Linked DNA regions of Mus musculus: region 1 is linked to region 2. A link is a contact called in public HiChIP or PLAC-seq data. All regions are on one chromosome and are shown on one strand. Each heading gives the region's core, a stretch centred on a gene start, on an enhancer-like site or on the middle of the called end of the contact. The rest is flanking DNA. Distances are from core to core; before and after follow the strand shown.

Region 1 (3,066 bases), core at 188-2,687, 180 kb before region 2:
CTCTTCCCTCCATCCCAGGCCAGACCACTGCCAGGCCTGTCCTTCCTCTGTTTGTATCTCTAGCTGTGCTTCTTGCTTTGGTACTGCCCTGAGGGAGGGCTCCGCTCCTTTATGGGAGGCAGGATGCCTTGTCCTGGCTAGGGCCTGAAGATCAGGAGCTACCAACAGGGAACACAGACTATCATAGTTAAGTGAGCTACATCAGGGAGGGAGGCCTTGGCGAGAAGTGGGGAGTCCTTTTCCTTGCCCCACAGACCCTTGGCCCTAAGTTCCCTTAAACTTTCCTCTCCACACCCACAACAGCAACCTCTCCCAAGCCTGGTGCCTCTGGGTCTCCACCCTACCGCCTTCACCATAGTGTTGGGGGTCGTCTGGAGTCCAGCTGGTGGCCGAATAGAAGCCACCCCTTTCCTGGCCCTGCCCCTCCCGGTGACCCCAATCCTCTGCCAGCCACTCAATGGTGCCTTGTTCTCCATCCAGACCCCGGACAAAAGTTCTTCTGTGTAAGGAGGAAGAATTTTGGGGGAGGGGGCACCTCCAGCAGGGACCATGTGGGAGCCTTACAGACCCCAGGCGGAAGGAGTGCCATTTGGACAGGGGGCAGGGAAGGGTGGGGGCTTGTAGAGTACAGGGAACTCATCTGCAGTAGAGGAAGACAACTTTGACATCCACATCCATGCCCACACCCACTCCGTAGATTGAACGTCCACCCGACATCTCCTCATCTCTGAGAGAAACGTTGAAAGTCAGTTCGGTTTTCAGTCTTCTGGGGCCTGGTCTATGAACCCCAAGAACCAGACCTTCCCCAACTTCTACCCACCACTTGAGTGCCTTCTTCCTATTACAACTTTGGCCTTGTCAGTGTCTTTTATTAACCCCTGCCAACAAAGAATGCAGAATGGAGAGTGGGCTTTAGTTCCCTACAAATGCCAGTGGGTGCATCCCCAAACAAAACAACAACTGGTGGTGCATGCCTTAAATCCCAGCCTGCGAGACAGAGATGGGTGACTCTCAACAAGATCAAGTCCAGCCTGGTCTGTAGTGTGAGTTCCCAGGCCAGCCAGAGCTACATAGTGAGAGCTTGTCTCAAACAAATAAAGAAAAAGCCCCACCCCCACTACAACCTAAATCAGAAACAGATTACATGTATGTTCCACGTTCTCCCACATCGTTCCAGGATGATGGGCGTCTGTCATTAAGGACCCCAGAATCTTCCCCGTTCCCAGTCTCCTTTGATGTTTGGGAGATCAGACACACCCTCTTCCCTCCAATCCTCAGCCCACCCTGGTCCCCTTCCACTTTACCTGAGGCTACTATAGTTAAAGAATGAGTAGAACTGTCTCTTTAAGGGAGGAATGGAGTGGGGGCGTCCCTCGCCTCAGGGAGACCTGACTTGTGCCTGCCTGCCCAGGTTTGCTCAGGGCGTGGCAGTGTGGATAAAGGCTGTCCCGGCTTGGCAAGTCCATACTCTGCTTTCTCCCGGAACCACCTCTCAGCCTGTTGAGCTACTCAGGTGAGTGGCCTTGGGGGCCCCTTCCTCCCTGAGCCTCTGCTCCCCCACTCTCTCTAACTCTCCTCTAACTGCACCTATTACATAGAAACTGGGGTTAAAGACCCCTAAAACTTTCCTGCTTAAAGATTCTTTTATGGGGACAGGAGACTACCCGCCTCTGTCAGCTGATTGTCCCAGATGGCTCACCTCTGTGGGACTGGATTATACAACTGGGGGGACTCACCTGATATTCATAGACGGATTGGGGAAGCCTGGGGGAGGTCTGAGAAGATGAGAAGTCTGGGTTTACCTGAGGTATCTGAGGTGTCAGGGTGTACAGGAAGTGACTACATCGTAATATCGTGATTGAGGGTTTCTCAGTGGATGAGAGTAGAGGGGTGTCTAGGGGTAACTAAGTAGATGAAGAGTAATTTAAGTGCCCTGGGGGGAGGAAGCAGATGGAGGTGTGTGTCTGAGCGGCCAGGTATTATTAGGGCACAAGGAAGATAGATGAACACCAGGAGAGAGAAGTCTGATCCAGGGAAGCTGTAAAGCGGGACTTGGTTAGGAGATGGGGACTCAGATGACAAGGGTGTATGCATCCTACCCTGCAGATATGACCATCCACCGTCCTGGAGTAGGGGAAAACACGGAAGCTGCCCTCTGACTAGCACAGGCAGGAAGCAGATGAGGGGTGCTTAGTGTCCCAGCAAGGCTGGTTCTCTCTGTGCTGGCTCCCACTCTGGTTCACTCAGAGATTGTGGTCCTTTGGGGTCTTGGAAGAGTCTGGAGAGAGAAGTGTAAGAGGTGAGATTCAGCAGCCATATTGATAGAGCACACAGCGTTAGGATGAATTCCCATGTGATGGCTGTGTGGGATAAGAACAGTGTCAGCTTCATCAAGCTGAAAAGACAGTATGAGGGAGTCAGGCTGGAACTGAGAAAAATGGCCGCATAGGCTGGGCACTCAGCTGCAACCCATGCATGTGTGACAGAGTATCAGGGGGCAGCCTTAGACCACAAGCATCCATAGCTGAGACCCCTAACCACTACTGGAGCTCCCCAAAGCTTGCTGGGGCCCTAGACATCTGAGAAATAGTCCCCAAATCAACTACAAGAAATATATGTCTAATCTAAACAAATGGGTCCAGGGTATGTGTGTGCATGGTATGTGTGTGTGTGTGTGTGTGTGTGTGTGTGTGTGTGTGTGTGTGAGTGATAAGTGTTAATTAAGTCCAGGGCCTGAAGAGCAGGCTAAGCAAGCCTCCATTGCTAGCCCCTCTCTGAGGGATTCTAAGCAGTGGCTCTACCACTGAGCCACGCCCCCAGCCTCTCACAGGGGGATTCTAGGCAGGGGCTCTACCACTGAGCCACGCCCCCAGCCTCTCATAGGGGGATTCTAAGCAGGTACTCTACCACTGAGCCACACCTCCAGCCCTTCACTGGGGGATTCTAGGCAGGGGCTCTACCACTGAGCTGTATCTTATATCCTTTTTTTTAAAAAAAAAAAAAAACTTTTTATTTTGTGACAATATCTCACTAAATTGTTCAGTCTGTCCTTGCACTTAGTCGTAT
Region 2 (2,854 bases), core at 275-2,774:
AAAAGTTTATTAAAAGGGTTATTTTAATGCCACGAGCAGACAGACAGACTACAATGTCAGGGGCTCTGAGTTAGGGTTCCTGAATCCGAGATAGACAGCATAGTGCAATCTCTGACAAGAGGAACTGGACCCACATGGGGAGTTGGGTACCTTATCATAGCTTTTTGAGGAAGGGGTTTTTACAGCACAACCCTCCAGCCAGGATCTCTGATTCCCAAGCAACAGTCAGGGAACGCGAGTGAGGGCAGGATGTGTGTCTGGCTGTACCCCTTAGGTATGAATGTATGTTTCCAGGTGAGCGATCCCAACACGTGGAAGGAACTCTGTTAGCCGCAGAGTCTCAGTGTCTTGGTGGATCCCTGCAGGTATCTGTGCAAGAGGAGGGGCCCGCAGGCATTGTGGCCTGAGCAGCAGTCTGGTCTGGATTCTATTCCTGAGTCACTTCTAGCTGGGGTGATGTAATTCAACCCTAACCTGCCCCTATCCCTAGATACTGGCCGGGGCAGGCACATCCATTATCCTTGAAAGGACTTGCTTGAAAGGCACAGGAAAGACCTAGACCATATTCTCAGCACAAAGGAGATTGATTTGCCCCAGAGGGACAAAGGGAGGGAATAAGAGACAAAGACAGGAGACAGAGGAGGAAGGAGGAGAAGGGAACAGAGAAAGGGAGGAAGGATATTTGTCCTGAGGGACAAAGGCCTGCTTCTGGATATGGGGGGACAGACGAGGCCTGTAGGCAACAGCGGTTTATAAAGGGGAAAGGGGAAACCCTGGGTTAGGGTGGGGTGTTTAATTTTAACTGGGCATGTTAATTAAGGAGGCCAAAGAGGATTTTTGATAGCTGGACCTCAGTGGTCAGCCCCAGGGGGAAGAAGTGGCCAAATAAGGAAACAGACCTTGGTAGCTAGCTTTAGGAATGTGATCTAACAGGTTTTTAGCAAGGCAGCGGGAATGGGGAGAAGGGCAAGGTCTGCTAGAGCCATATTTGCCATGCTCCCTCGGGGCAGCTAGAGCCCCTTCATTCCTCACTGTTAAAAAAGGCTGCAGGCTACATCCAGAACTTTCCTGAAGCTTGGCTGGCTAAGCAGGGCTGGGCTCTGGCCACAATGGAGGGAGGTGGGAACTCACAGCCCAGAAGTACCATGTCCCTTCTTCCCCACCAACTTTGGTCTCTCAGACGCATCTGCTTACCTCACAGGCAGGGGCAGCAAGATGGCAGGCAGGGGTCACCGCCCCACCCCTAAAGTCAACCTTTCTGAGCTATCTTCCCTGCAGAGTGAGTGGAAAACCATATTTTAGTCTCCAGGGTCCTCCTGTCCAACTTAGTAGTCAGAGGTGTGATCTGTCAATGCGACCAAACATCCCATAGAAACAGGTCAGGGGAGGAAAGGGTCACTTCAGCTGATGGTTTCACAGACATTTCTGCCCATCATGGTGGGAAGAGGTATGGCATTACCAGAGTCTCCTCACATCCCGCAGGACCAGGAGGTAGGGAGTGAGACAAGGGCTTGGCTACGTAAACCTTCAAGGTCCACCCCTAGGGTCCCTCCCACTTCTGCCAGTCAGATCAGACTCCGGCTTCTGGAAGCTCCACACATGACCTTTCAAAACAGTACCACCAACTGGAGACTGAGTTCAAAATACAAGCCCGTGGGGGACATAACAGCCACTAGGAGGTCACAGGCCACCGAGCAAGTGACACATCTGCAGTAGCATCAGCTGCCTTTTGCACCCATACATTTTGTGCCACAGACACACGGGAAGCATTTCACGCACTTGTGATTTGGAAAGGGTGACCACACAACACACCCTTAAAGTCGATCACACCAACATCATCACTGTCCTTAGACCAGAGGCAGAGATGTCACGGAGGGCAACTGGAAACGTGGAATCTAAACCCCAGGCCTGTTTACCGCGTGCTGTGCTATTCCCTGTAATGTTGTAAAGCATTATGACCCTGTAAGCCCTGGGGAGGGGCACCAACATCATTCACGTACCGTACGTAGTTCTGTCCAGGAGCCTGGGGGTCACAATCAGATTTAGAGTGCCCGCCCTGAGCGCTCTCATTTTCCTGCCTCCATTGCTTTCTTAGTGAGGATGTGACAGTCAAGTTGCCCTAAATGGAGATCATTTATCTCACTGGAAGGAAAAAGAATAATATCAAAGCGACTGTTCCCAAGAGTCCTGCCTCCATGCCCTGGACTTTTCCAGAACTCTTTGGTTACCCTAAGACATCTATGACCTTTTTCCTCCTGTGCAGTCTCAGCATCGTGGGTGGCAGAAAACCCAGGCTTCCCTCCGGGAACCGAGATGGATTCAAGTCCAAGAAAGTCCTCCACCTAAGGCTGTTGTAATTTGGACGTCTGGTCTGGAGTCCCACTCTAAAACAAATGTTTTATTTTTATTTATTTATTTTTTATCCTCTTTCCTTTCCAACTCTGTCTCTCTCTTAGTTGGGACCTCCTAGGAACCCTTGCATGCTATAAAAGTATTTTACCACTGAGCCCCCTCACTGGGAGATTGTAGGCAAGTGTTGTACTGCCGAGTTACATCCAAACTTCACTTCTAATTCTGTGACAACCTCACCAAGTTACTCAGAAGAGCTTTGAACTTACTTTGTTGCTCAAATGGTCCTTGAATTTATGAATCTCCTGCCTCAGCACCTGCACCACCAGGCCTAGTTTTATTTTTTTACTTTTCTCAGCTTTCTATTTTTAAGTAATTATCAACACAGGAAGTGGCAAAGATAGAGCATAAAGGTCTGTGTGGCAGTCACCCAATTTACATAATTACAGTACAAGGTCCTCGGCAGGGACCTCACAGTGGGAATGCGTGTGTACAGCTCCACAGG

The links. HiChIP or PLAC-seq counts read pairs in DNA pulled down with a chosen protein or histone mark.
Region 1: an H3K27ac HiChIP or PLAC-seq map of trophoblast stem cells shows a contact between it and region 2, with 10 read pairs. The contact joins the promoter of Fxyd3 here to the enhancer-like site in region 2. A contact is called at or near these places in 11 of 39 promoter capture datasets (the C10 cell line, the HPC-7 cell line, cranial neural crest and 8 more), 8 of 484 Hi-C or Micro-C datasets (CD8 T cells, bone marrow-derived macrophages, embryonic stem cells and 2 more), 2 of 115 datasets of contacts at active chromatin or transcription factors (effector CD8 T cells and trophoblast stem cells) and 5 of 9 other capture datasets (adipose tissue, embryonic stem cells, liver and 2 more).

The regions. Positions count from the first base shown.
Region 1 is chr7:31,075,068-31,078,133 of GRCm38.p6, reverse strand. It overlaps Fxyd3 (FXYD domain-containing ion transport regulator 3), which reads left to right and starts at 1,437. Exons shown (of 8, transcript NM_008557.2): 1 at 1,437-1,513.
Region 2 is chr7:30,890,796-30,893,649 of GRCm38.p6, reverse strand. No RefSeq gene overlaps it. Among named protein-coding and RNA genes, the nearest start is that of D7Ertd128e, 10 kb to the right of the region's middle. Within about 2 kb of position 1,524, at least 27 of the 459 cell types and tissues checked have an H3K27ac peak or open chromatin away from gene starts, as enhancers often do. A contact at or near this core is called in trophoblast stem cells, where this site is marked.